Regions from separate parts of the Sus scrofa genome. Here region 1 is linked to region 2. Evidence: chromatin contacts called from public Hi-C data. All regions are on one chromosome and are shown on one strand. The core of a region is the stretch at or near the end of the contact, and the rest is flanking DNA. Distances in the headings are between cores, read along the strand shown.

The links. A called contact is a pair of places that touch in the nucleus more often than the background predicts.
Region 1: a Hi-C map of skeletal muscle shows a contact between it and region 2, with 12 times the contacts expected there. The contact joins the promoter of TAB3 here to the promoter of GK in region 2. A contact is called at or near these places in 1 of 5 promoter capture datasets (liver), 8 of 47 Hi-C or Micro-C datasets (embryonic fibroblasts, heart right ventricle, liver and 4 more) and 1 of 2 datasets of contacts at active chromatin or transcription factors (alveolar macrophages).

The regions. Positions count from the first base shown.
Region 1 is chrX:26,725,935-26,732,832 of Sscrofa11.1, reverse strand. TAB3 (TGF-beta-activated kinase 1 and MAP3K7-binding protein 3) reads left to right here and starts at 3,794. Exons shown (of 10, transcript XM_021080829.1): 1 at 3,794-3,992.
Region 2 is chrX:26,467,339-26,474,071 of Sscrofa11.1, reverse strand. GK (glycerol kinase) reads right to left here and starts at 3,503. Exons shown (of 19, transcript NM_001143708.1): 1 at 3,317-3,503. The coding sequence starts at 3,394.

The sequences.
Region 1 (6,898 bases), core at 2,545-5,044, 260 kb before region 2:
CGTGGGTGAGATCAGAAGTGCCGCCCAGCTGAGCCCAACCCAAATCACTTAACTTATTGCATAATGAGCAAATGAAATAGTTATTGTTTTAGACAATCACGGTTTTTCTTTTTTTTCTTTTTGCCTTTTCTAGAGCCGCACCCGAGGCATATGGAGGTTCCCAGGCTAGGGGTCTAATTGGAGCTGTAGCCGCCAGCCTACGCCAGAGCCACAGCAACATGGGATCCGAGCCGCATCTGTGACCTACACCATAGATCACAGCAAAGCTGGATCCTTAACCCACTGAGCAAGGCCAGGGATCCAGTAACCTCATGGTTCCTAGTCAGATTCGTTAACCACTGAGCCACGACGGGAACTCCTAGATGATTATGTTTTAGAGAGGTTTTGTTACATGGCAATAGATTGCTAACAGGTGAAGTCCATAATATCTGAAATGGTACATGTGTCTGATACAGCTGAAGAGAATACATTCTATCGCATTCTAAAGAAAGCTTCTAGGCCCTTGCCTGAAGGTTCGGCAAGAGGTGGCAAAACTGGTTCTGTGACTATCACTCAACACTTCCTCCAGCCTAAATAAGAGAAGACTAAAAGGGAGGCTTTTCATTAGTTATCATCTTTGAGAGAGTGTTGTAGATTTTTCTCTCCCATTGGGGAAGGCTAAGCCAAGTAAGGGGGGATTCTGAGAGCTGCGTGAGGAGTGTCTTCAAGATGTATTCCTTTGCAGATCCTTGATTACTGAACTGCTGCTGTAGGTCCAACCTACAGAGAGAATTGTCTTTTCTTTTTTTTTTTCTTTTTGAGGCTGCACCTGCCACATATCAAAGTTCCCAGGCGAGGGGTTGAATTGGAGCTGTGGCTGCAGGCCTCCACCACAGCCACTGCAACACCAATTCTGAGCTGTGTCTGCGACCTACATCACAGCTTGTGGCAATGCCAGCTCCTTAACCCACTGAGCGAGGCCAGGAATCAGACCAGCATCCTCATGGCTACTAGTCGGGTTCTTAACCCGCTGAACCAGAAGCGGAACCCAGCGAATTTTAGGGAGGGCCAACCATGTATCTTTGTAGAGCTGTGCTAACATAGACACTGCTGCTTGCTTCTTGCCAGAAGAATTTGAAGGCAGGAAGCTTGCTGAGCAGCAATGACAGGGTAGCATGTCTGTTGTTCAGCACGGCCAGGATATGTGGGTTTCCCACAGACTGACTTTAAGAGAAAGTGAAAAAGCTTGAGCTTCTTGCTTGTACCCTGCCAAAGGATGAGGCAATACCTGAAGCAAGAAGTTCTGGGTATTCTACAAGAGGCAGGAACTAAGTTACAGAAGTTTGATTCCAAATCAAAGAACTATGCCCTGAGGAAGGTGTTGAAGAATCACACTCACCTGATGAGAAAGCCAGCATTTGGATGCCTGTCACAGAGAAGGTATTGACAGCCTAGAGAGGACTTAAACAGCATCAAGTGTATAAAAGACAAGGGGCTGAGAGATGCCAGACGAAAGAAAGAGCATCATTTGTGTCCTAAGATGTGCTATCAAATCTTCCCAGTGGGAGCCTAAGAACCCCCAAATGAAACCGGGAGAGAGAGAGAGCTGATTTTAGACATCTGTCATGTCCAGAGATGACAAAACTATCTTATGATTGTATGTGTAAAGCAACAATTTACCCACTTCCATTCCCACCCACTTCTCTAGAGAAGAAACTGGTTAGCAAAACAAGGGAGGAGAAACAGAAACCTGAGTAACAGAAAGCTTCTTTGAACTGGGAGAGAGAAGCAATAATCTCAAATCAAGGTCTGAGTTTTGATTATTTTATGGGGCTGCCGATTATCCTTCCAAGCTTCTTTTCTAGTCACAGGATTTTTAGCTAGGTATAAGACTGCTTAGAATAGGACCCCATTTCCCAGTCTTCCCTGCAGGTAGATAAAATAATACAATTAAGTGATGTTAACAACCCATGGGTAGTGCCCTAAAATGAAATCAGTAGGCCTTCCTTTTCCTAATGACTGGAATGTCCCACCATGTGTGGGTGTGTGACAAGAGTGAATGGCCCCCTTTCTGACCATATCCAGTTTCTAAAATGAATGATTCTCAACACTGGAGCTGCTCTGCTTTAGGATATGGGTCAAGTTCAGGTCTGCTCTGTGCCTCATTCTCATTCCCAGGCTGCAAGAGGTCTGGAAGCTCTCGGCAGGGCAGTGGCAGTTCCTTCCCATAGCAGCAGTCAGATGCAGTTTGCAGCTTTCCCCACACTTGCAGACACAGCAGCTCAAGCCTCCCTCATAGACACCAGCAGCAGCAGATACTGCTTCCTTCTCAGAGGAAGTACTCAGAAGTTTGAGTTTCGGGTCCACAAGACTCCTTGTCTAAATAACTACATCGTAATAACAATAATAATCCCGACTGCTTTCCTTGGTTCCACTAGCTCTAGGCATAGTAGCTGCTTCCTGTAGTTACTACCTCAGCAATATATTAGTTCTCTTCCTACTGTGGCACAGGGGGTTAAAAATCTGACTGCAGCAGTTCAGGTCACTGCAGAGGTACAGGTTTGATCCCTGGCCGTGGGCAGTGGGTTAAAGGATCCAGCATTACTGTAGTGTGGCTCGGATTCAATGCCTGGCCAGGGAACCTCCATATGCCGCAGGTGTGGCCATAACATTAAAAAAAAAAGTTCTTTTCTTGCCTTTTCAGTTATCTAATTATTAATTCTTTACATTAAATTCTATCTGTGAAAATAATTGCGGTGGTTTGTTTTCTAGGATCACCTGGACTGATTCATTGGACTAAATCCCATGACTGTGAGACTCCTCTCAATAATTGTCTCTTTGATACAGTATCTTAAGACACCCTGCCCCCAATATCTGTCACTCCTCTCTGTACTAATTTCTATCCTAGAATTTACTGTGCTGAACTGTCATCACTGTTTTTTTCTCACACATCTCCATCCTAGGCCAAGAGATCCCTGCGGTCAGAGCACATCTGTTTCCCCAGTACCTGGCACATAGGAAACTCTGAAAAAGAGTAAATTAACGAGCGAGGAAAAATACAACAGGAACAGACGCAGTTATCTTAGTGTGAGATTTAGAGGGCTCAAGTAGCGCCAAAATGAAAGAGAAAGTTAAATGTTGATGTGAGAAACAGAAGGGCTGTGGTTGCCAGCTGTGAGCCCAGCTCTCAGGACACAGCAAGCGAACCGCTAACAGGATGAAGGGGCAGCTAAGATTTTGCAAAGACTGCTAGGTGACAGGGAGAGTAGGAAGAAAAGGGTCGGACAATTCCCAGGGACTCCAAAGTGTATGGGTAGCTCGTGCTCTTGACGGATGACCAAGCCTTAAGGGACACCTCCCACTTCGTCACGGGGTCCCGCCCAGTCCCTTCCCGGGTTTCAGTCCTGGTTTCCCCGCCCCGTGCCTCTAAAGGAAAGAGGTAAAACACGGAGAACTGGATCCTATTTCAGGGGCTGTTCAGGCATGCGTACTCGTCCGCCCGCGCGCAGGCGCAGTAACTTTCTCTGTAACATGATGCCCATTTCCGATATGGGATAGCGTTTGCTCTGCAGCCAGCTCAGGGTACCCTCATTGACCGCCTTTCCTGTGGGCCCCGCCCTCCGGTTGCTGTCGGGGGAAGCCTCGCGAGATCGCCATCTTTGTGCCTGGCGAGCGACGGCGCTCGACGGGAGCCCTGAAGCCGGAGGTTCGCTTGCCAAGCTCTTGCTGAGACCGGATCCAGGAAATACGAGGCGGGCCTCGGTGGGAGGGGCCGACTGAGGGAGGAGGGAGGAAAGGGGGCGGGGGCGGCGGCGGCGGCGGTGGCAGCGGCGGCGGCGACGGCGGCAGCGGCGGCGGCAGCAGCAGCTCTCACCGGATTCGGGCCCCGAGCTGCACGCACCCAAGGGGGGTCGGGCGGGGAAACGGCGCCGGACCCGGACCCCCCGCGGGAGCAAGAGTCTGGTGTGAGGGCTAGGCGGCGGCAGCGGCAGACGGGAAGCAGCGGCTGCCAGGTGAGTGTCCGCGAGGAGGCCCGGCACCTGCCCGGGCTGGAGCGTCGGGGGTGGCCCCTGGGGTCGTCCCGTTGACCCCGCTCCCGGGCAGTGCGCGTGGGCGTGGGCGTGTGCCGGACTGCGGGTGTCGCGGGGTACTGGATCGGTCTGGGGCTGAGGCTGCGGCGGACTCCGGGAACTGCGGGGCTGCGGGAGGTCTGCGCAGGGCCTGGCGCGCCCGCGCCTGCCCTGGACGCCCCAGGAGGCCGAGGAGAGAGGGAGTGGCCGGGGGCTGGGTTGACTTTGGGCCCCCCTCCGCACCCCGAGAAGAGGGAATGGTGTCCTTCCTCGCCGGACCCTGGGCATTGTAAAGAGTGAACCTCTGTGGACTGCCAAAGCGTTTGGGAATGAAGATTACCAACACCCAGGTTGGGGTTGTTGAGGGCGTTGAGTGACGTGGGGAAGGTGGTAGTAATAGTAATAATTGCTCTGGAAGAGGTTTGTAAGTGGTTTTTGGCAGGTGTGGAGTAAGGCGAAAATGTCGTTCGTTTGAAGAAGATCATACAAGCTGTCCTCTGAGGTCCAACAACAGATTAGAATTATTTCCAGTTGGAGTTCTATAGTTAGTACTGTGTGCCAGCTCATTAAAGTGCCTGCAAGCAGGATTTGGGGTTCTGGGATGCGGTTCGAGGTGGGTTACTAAGTAAGCTGAATATAAAGCCAGAAGTTTAAACTTGATGCAAAGCATTTCTGTCTTTACTGAAACGTATTTTATTTAAGTTGCTTGAGAAAACTTGTCACCTTTCGTCCAGACAGGGCTTGTCAATTCCATGTGTTCTTAATTGACATTTGTCAATCAGACAGTAATTTTGGCACGTGCTGTATTGTGGTTTGTAAAAGAACAGGTATGAATGGGAAAGAACAATTTAACAGACTAGCTTCTTTTACACACTTTTTCATTTTGGAAGGATAAGGGGATTTATTTTTTTGCTTTGCAAATGTTTTACAATAATAGAACATTAGTAAGAAGGAACAAACATTTTGATTAAGAAAGGGCTTTTGAGAGGAGAATTCAATTTTTCATATTATTAGACATCATCACCAATGGTTTAGTTTTGTAATAGCGTCTTTTTATGAATACTGGAAGAATGCAAACATATACACATAATTTTAAACTAATGTGTGATGTGAAGTTTTTCAGTTTTAGTTCCACCCAACTCCCCCACCCCACTTAATCAAGGGAAAGACTTTAATGAAAGTAAATATTACATAAGTGATTTTCATCTTAACATTTGACAGAACATAATAATCTGTGTTCTGTCACTCTGAATTTTTTTCCACATTTTTTTTTAACACACTGTCAGCACACTCTCTACAGTTTGTGTTGGAGTAAAAAGAGCTAATGTTGAGTATTCAGGCACTGGGCTTGGTGGGTTATGTATGTTTGCATTAATCTCATAGCTACCCTGTGCTAAAGATAGTGTTATCCCTGTTGTACAGATAACGACACTAACCTCCAGTATTCTTTAGTAACTTGCCTAAGCAGGTCATATAGCTGGGAAGTTGTGGAGCCAGAGCTCAAACTCATGTGTGTCTGATTCTAGAATATGTGCTTTTTCTACTATACTCTGCTTAAGTGTGTGTGCCGATGAATACAAATTTTATGAAAATGGAAATTTTTGTTACAAAGAAATCTTTTATTTCTTTCGGTAATCTCGAAAGCTTTCTGTGTCCTTGGCTGAAGGTAGTCTCTGGGTTTTTTTTTTCTTTTCTTTTCAAATGTGTCCATCTTCTAGCCAGAGGTAACATTTTAGTGAGGAACATCTGCTGATTAGTGAGGATTCCTAATAGCCAGTAGTGACCTATCTGAAATTCAGATGTTGTCAATAACTTTGCCTTCCTTTCATCATGCCCAGGACACTTAAGAGATCAAACATTTTGTTTATTCTGGTCCTGAGTAGTTTTTCAAATTACATTACTAAAATAAAATACAAACTATATGGATTTTAATTTGCTTTATCATAACTTGGAGGTTTACACACACATACCCACCCACCTCCTCATTCACCCACCTACCTTCTCCAGCAAGTGGAATATTTGATAACAGATGCTGTTTTTCTTTTCTTTAATGTAGTACAGAGGTTTTGGACCAGTTTGTGGTTTGTAGAAAATATGGCAGCTGTTCTGGGATCCAATCTTTCATGGGGCTAGAGAGTGAAAGACCTTTCCAGGCTGTATCTGAGATGTTGGTGTAACAGTGGAAACTGTCTTGCCATTCCATGGCAGTTGGTCCCTTTTGAGCCCCACTGGTCTCAGCTCTTACATCTTTGATGTGCTGCTGAACTTGCTTATCTGGGCATTATATCTGTTCAAAAGAGAGTTCAACTGAAAGAGTAGCCACTGAAAGATGAACTTTAAAGAAAGAAAAAAGAAAGAATGCTAAGTGCACTCATCCTCTAGCAGGTCATTTGGTTAGGTTTACCTGTCAAATTAATTATGCCTGGCTAGAAGTTCTGGAAACATGGGCATATGGGGCTGGAGGAAAAAGTCCTGTCTCCTTCAGGACCCATCTGCATTTGTCTTACAGAGTTTGGAGCTTTGCTTGAAATAAAATACCTTGAAGTCCTCATGGGCAATGTTTGGTGATGAATGAGCAAGTTTTTCCTAATAGTTATACTTCCAAGAAGGGGTTAACTATATCCTTATTTGTGAAGGTAATTACTTATGATATTTGGGCTGTTGGGGATGCAGAAATCAACAAATGATAATGTAACTGAGTGGTCACCAGGTAAATAAAAAAGCCTTTTTGAAATGATTTATATTGCCACTATATAAAAAGGCACCAGGAAATTGTCTCACGTTTTTTTAGAAGTTTATTTTCATACTTTCTGCATAATAAACCTTGGTTTATTACCATGACCAGAAAT
Region 2 (6,733 bases), core at 2,254-4,753:
AAAAAAAAAAGAATTTCAAGAAGCAGATATGGGATAAAACGGAGGAGGCACTTCCCTTGGGTGAAAGAACATGAATAAAGAAATGTTGTGTCCTTTATGGGAGAAAGCCGATATAGCTGACATAGAAGGTGGGAAAATAAAGTTTAGAGGTTACTGGTCTTGTGAAAGTTGAATTAGATATGTAAATGTAGTGAATAATGGTCAGGAAATTATTTTAATACTTTTCACTTTATAAGCTTCTTTGTGACAGTTCTTATCTGCTGTATTTCTTCCTGGGAAGGTAAGCAATTATTTTTGAGTCATAATTACAACGTGGACTAGTTGGCTGGAAGAACTCCTGGAAATCACCTAGTGACTGAAGCACTTATTCAGCAAATCTATTATCTATATTTTTCAGGGAGTGGTTTAGCAACCTCTTTCCTTATAATCAAGGGGGTTGGGAGTGGGGAAACACCCTTCAAAACCATTCCCAAGTTTTTCTCTACTTCACACAGGATCACTACGTCTTCAATCTACCTCTGAAGCTTTTCTTCACAGCTGTTTCTCAAGGAGCAGGAAACTTGATGGGTCAACTTTTATTTTGTGTGTTTTTTTTTTTTTAGGGCTGCACCCACAGCACATGGAAGTTCCCAGGCTAAGGATGATTCAGGACCTGTAGCTGCTGGCCTGCGCCACAGCCACAGCAATGCCAGCCACAGCAATGCCTGATCCAAGCCATGTCTGAGATTTACATCACAACTCATGGCAATGCCAGATCCTTAACCCACTGAGTGAGGCCAGGAATCGAACCTGAGCCCTCATGGATACTAGTCTGGTTCGTTACCAATGAGCCACAATGGGAACTCCTTGATGGGTCAAATTTTAAGCATCATTCTATAAGCAGGATGGGAATCTTCTGCATTTGCACCTTAGCTTACACACTGAGATCAAGCAACAGCAAAACTGAACCCAACTGCTATTTATTTATTTTAAAATTTAATTTTTGTTATGGCTACACCTGGGTATATGGAAGTTTCTGGAGCAGGAATTAAATCTGAGCTATAATTGTGGCAACATCGGATCCCTAACCCAGTGCACTGCAGCAGGAACTCCTGAACCCCAATTTTTTTTTTTTTTTTTTTTTTTTTGCTTTTTAGGGCCATACTCAAGGCATATGGAGGTTCCCAGGCTAGGGGTCCAATTGAGGCTACAGCTGCCAGCCTATGCCACAGCAACATCAGATCCAAGCCGCATCTGCGACCTACACCACAGCTCACCACAACGCAGGATCCTTAACCCACTGAGCGAGGCTGGGGATTGAACCTGCAACCTCATGGTTCCTAGTCAGAGTCGTCTCTGCTGCACCACGATGGGAACTCCTGAACCCAACTTTTAAAGGCTAATGTTGTTTACATCATACATTGAACCACTGATTTTGATAATATGAAGTCGATTAATTCCTTCCCCACCAATGCAGAAAGATGCCTCTTGGGCAACAGAAACTGAGGGACCAGGAACATGCAGTAGATAAAGACTGCTGGATGACAAGGACAACAACAGTAAAGAGTGAAAAGAAAAACAAGCACAGTAAGGCTGGCAACAAAAAAGGAAACCTACAAAGTTATGAAATATCTTACCCACTTTCATTGAGGGCAAAGGCTGTATAAACTAGAGAACAACTGCCACATTTGGTTTGGCCCCTACAGTGCTTTATGAACTAGTTGCCAACATTTGAGGACAGGAAGATTTTACTGAAAACTCTTGGAAGTTCCAGCTTTTCTTAAATAATTTGAAGATCTGGCAACACGGGGCTAATGTTCCTGCTTGGCTGTACCCCTGAGCCTGAGTTTGCTCTCCTTCCTCTACCTGCCTGGCCCCTGCAAGCATCTGTATGGGCAAATCTTGAATAAAGCTTCAAAATTCAACCCACAGTTAGTCAGCATACATGTCTCAATGCTCTTTCTTAATTTGGAAAGATGGTAATAATGATTGAATATTTTACATATTAAATCCAGTTAGGCAAACTTTCTTACTTATGATTCAGGATTACTTTCCAAACATTTATATGAAAATCAAGACAAAGTGAAACCTGCCCTGGGTGATCATATGATAAACAATATAAGAGACAGGAGAATTACGTCTTGGCAGCTCAAACCAGGGTAGGTCATTAAATACCATTCAAACTAAAACTTGACTAAAGGCTTTCACTTCAGACAAGAGAAACAAGTATCAAAACCAAGGTACAAATTCAGGTTTCAGCTAAATGGTCACAGAGCTTTCAAAATATATACAGTGTATATACAATGTATATATACGGTATACTAAATAATGCATGAAAACATGATTTGAGGCAAAGAAGTGAAGAGAGAGCTAAGTAATCATTAAATATTTACATCAACTTGCCAGGTTAGTCAAATGTCCATTGAAAGCATGGGCTCTTAACCAACAATCGTTTATTTAAATTATTTTTAAAGTACCTTTCTGAACTCAGTGCTAGATCACTGTAAGAGCTAGTTTTTTAATTGCACAAAACAATTTAATCAGCAGAGAGTCACTTAAACAGCACTCCACTATGTCAAAACTCTGTCATACATAGTAAATAAAAAAAAAAATTCCCTGTCAATTTAAGCTGTGAAGCGAGGCGAGGACAATCATCTTTGTAATGCGCAAAGTATCAGAGCTAAAATTGACAAATCCTCGAGATTAAATTAAGATTCTGGTTAAAGCAGTGTAATTTGACTCTTTGCCAAAGTGTTCGGCCACTCTCCCCGCCCTCCTCCTAGCGTTCTACCTTCTGCAGTTTCTGGGGAGAGGAAGATAACGCATCATCACGCTAATACTACATTCGTTCTACAGCTCCAAAGGACGCTGGGTTAGGCTACCACAGTCGTGACACAGCTTCCCCCCCACCCCCGCCCCCGCCCCATTCAAGGACGTCCTGCTCCCGGCAGGCCAAATGCTTCTGGGGAAGACTGCAGCAGCGGTCAATGTGGCCACCTGTCCCTGGCTGCAGGCGGGCCGCTCTGCACGGATGTTCGGCGAGTCCTAGCTTCCTCTGGGGTAGGAGTCCCTTCATTAGTAGGGGACCCGGCTCCACAATCAAGGCCAGGGCTGCTCAGCTCAGCTGCGGGGGTCGCGAGAGGCTGTGTTCCCCCAGGCCCGGGCGGAGAAGCTCCAGCGTGGCAAGTCCCGCTCTGGGCCCTTGGCCTCCTTCCCTTGCCTGGGGGCCAGGGCTCTGGGTCGTGGGAAGAACGGGACGGCGACGCGACATCCCGCCCCACGGTCCCAAGGCTCCCGCTCAGGTTCAGCACCTCTTCAAGTGCAACCCCCGGCTCACCAAAAAGCGCGTCGAGCTGGTGCCCTGGTCCACTGCTCCCACCAACGGTCCCAAAACTGCTTTATTCGCGGCTGCCATGAAACCAGCTTGGGGTCGGCGAGGAATTGCAGCCCGTTTCCTTGGTGACGGCGGCGGGCGGAGAGTAGGGCGGCGAGTCGGAAGGGCCAGGCGGCTGGCGGCAGTAGATCGCTCTGTTCGCGCTCCAGGCAGCCCCTTTACCGGCTCAGAGGCTCTACCCCGCCCCTCCAGCCCAGGCCCCGCCCCCACCCGCGTTCCCCACGACTCCGGGGGCGGGGTTGGGGCAGGCGCTGTCTGCCTGGCCAGCCAATTACCGAATGCGGAAAGAGAAGGGCTGTTCAGACAATCTGAGGCTAGACAGACCTCACGGGGGCGGGGCCAGGGCGCGGCGGAGGCGGTGGCCCGCGCGGCAGGTCACGTGGGCCGGGGAACCCGGCGGCAGAACCCTCCTGCCGCTGGGCCGGAGGCGGAGGCCGGTGCTGCCCTTTGGCAGGGAGGGTCAATGGCCCGGGGAAAGGGCACAACCCCACCCACACCCTGGGGCTTCCTCTAGCGGCTGGGTCCCAAAGGGCAGAACTGCTTGTTCCTCTGGTGGGATGTGCAGAGCACGGCGTGAGTCACTCCGGACCAACCCTGCCAGGCCTTCCCGCGCTTCCCACGCCCCGCCCACTTCCCTGTTCCCCGCTCGAGATCAAAATAATCCCCCTCTAAAGGGACTGACCCTTTGTAGGGTCACATTCAGGAGCAGCGCAAATCTTTTGCCTTTGGAGGCTTTTCAGGGACAAGGAAAGCCTAAGTTCCTTCGGTTTAGCTTTTAGGGGAAGCCCTCAAAATCACCATCCCCAGGTCATCAATTGACCACCCGCGAAGATTTCCCGAGGCACCTCCTTGTCCTGAAGCGCCCTTGCTCCTATCTTGACCTGACTGTGTCTCCTCCCTCATACGCTATTTCCTCGCCATAGGTTAAGTGCTCTAAACAGCAAAAGGAGAGAAAAGAGGCCTTCTCATTTGACCTTGAATTTACCTTGCCAGGATTCTTTTGGATCCTGGAAGTATGAATCTTGTTCCAGAGTTTGAAAACCCCTGGCAGTTGCAGAGGTTTTCAAACTCAGGAATAAGATTCACTGTATGAGTAGTTTACAGAACAGGGCCGGGCATATGTGTGGGTGTGTGCACATGCATTTATTTATAATTTATATAGTTATATATTCATTTTTTCAAGTATTTAAAATGCTACCAAAACAATATTTATCCTTCTGTGCTATACATTCGAACTTATTTATACTATTGCATATCATTTTTTAAAATGCTGGTTGGAAAAATCACTAAATTGACTTTGTAAACCAGGCCCTATCAATATCAAAAGCATTGTACTATTCCCACTCTCACTTTTTTTCCTGTTCCATTACTCCAGTCTCTGTGTTCTGTAACATCATTTCTATTTTACACCCTCTTGCTTTACCTAGCACCACCTCACTTATTTATCTCTGTGTTTATAGTTTTACCACTTTTGCTCTGGAAGCAAATTTTCTTTTTTCTTTTGGCTTTTTAGGGCTGCACCCGAGGCATATGGAGGTTCCCAGGCTAGGGGTTGTATCAGAGCTGTAGCTGCTACTAGGGGTTGTATCAGAGCTCTAGATGCCGGCCTACCCCACAGCCACAGCAATGCCAAATCAGAGCTATGTCTGCAACCTACACCACAGCTCACAGCAATGCCAGATCCTTAACTCACTGAGCAAGGCCAGGGATTGAACCTCTGTCCTCATGGATACTAGTGAGATTCATTTCCGCTGAGCCAAAATAGGAACTCTGCAAATTTTCTTATATTCTGTCTAGAAATCAAATTGTGGTGTTCCAGATGAGGCCTACTTATGGGGATGCTGAACTTAATAACTAAGGATAAACTGGCTTGCTTTAGGATAGGAGTGCAGATGGATCAGTATTTCTGAATTTTCTGGAGAAGACACAGGCATACAGGTGAATATAAAGGAACTAGGCTAACTTGCCCCTAAACTCCCTGAAAAACCTTAATTGAACGATATAGATAAGGATTTCCTTGACTCAAACTAGCAGTAAAAAGAAAGCCACCTAACCTAACACATGGATCCAATTAAAAAAAAATCCCTGCTCATGTTTGAACTTTTACACACTTTTGACTCTCAGATTCTGACGGAACAGCAAATTATTTGTTCAGCAGTATTGTGTGATCAGAATTCAGAAGCTTCAGAATAAGTAGGGCTAGATATACATGAATGATTCTGAAACTTATTGATTCTGTGGTTCCTGCAATAGTTTGTGTTCTGCATCATCATTCCTTTTACCAAAACAGAACTTAAAGCCATTGAGGAAATGTGACTTATGCACATCTCATCCTGAAGGAATATGAACTTTGACCCCTTCTTGTCTTAACACAAGCATTTAGAACATCTGCCCAGTGATCCAGATACTTAAGATACTTATCGGACCCTTACTCTAAAATAACTCATGATTCCTTACAGACAAATATTTCCTTTTGATGCCAGAAAGACGTTACTGGAATTTGGGTTCTTTTTCACACAGCTGAAAAATGAACCTCAAGAACACATAGACAGCAAGCAAGCAAAGTCTTTATTACAGGAAAGCAAATAGCTCCCAGGACAGCTGGGAAGGGGGAGAAGAGCCCCCCTCTCTATTGTCTTATAGGGGTTTTATCCCTTAAAGATGGGGGGAGTACCAACATGGGGTCCAGGAAGATGTGGTTTTCTCCTATTGGTCTTGCCCAATTACCTATATCAGTCTTTGTCCAATAGGGGCCTTAGGGTAGAAATGTCCCATAAGTCTCATGGTTTCTTTGCCCATTTCTTCTTGTAAACTGAGTCACAGCGGGGGTAGGGATTAATGTCCATCTGGGCATAGGTACACTCCCTACAGCAAACAAGGCCTGTGGGGGTGTTACTCCCTGGAGTCCTTCAGCCACAAATGTTAATCAATAGCCATATCAAAGAATGTGTGGAAACCCATGCTCCTACACTGACTACCTGAGTTATTATTCTGCCTCACTTTCTTGTGTTGAGTCAGTTGCAAGTCTTGAACAACCTTGTGGCTTTTGCCTTTATAAGCCCCTGACCTTTTCTTCCCCAGAAAAGAACCTTAATCTGTGCCTCTTGAATTGCAATTCTTAAGACTCCAAACAAAGCTCACTGTTTTGCAGCCTTGATACTGACTTTTGATACAAAGGGAAGGGTCTTAAATGGAAGAATCCAGCCCAGCCTATCTCAGTTCCACTCTTCAAATATTTACTCTGATTCTCTTAAACTGATTTGCTCTTATCCTTTTGGAATTATTCCTTTTGCCTGCCCTTTCTCATCCCTTCAAGCCTAGCTACAGTATACAAACTCAAATCTGTATGAATGTAAAAAT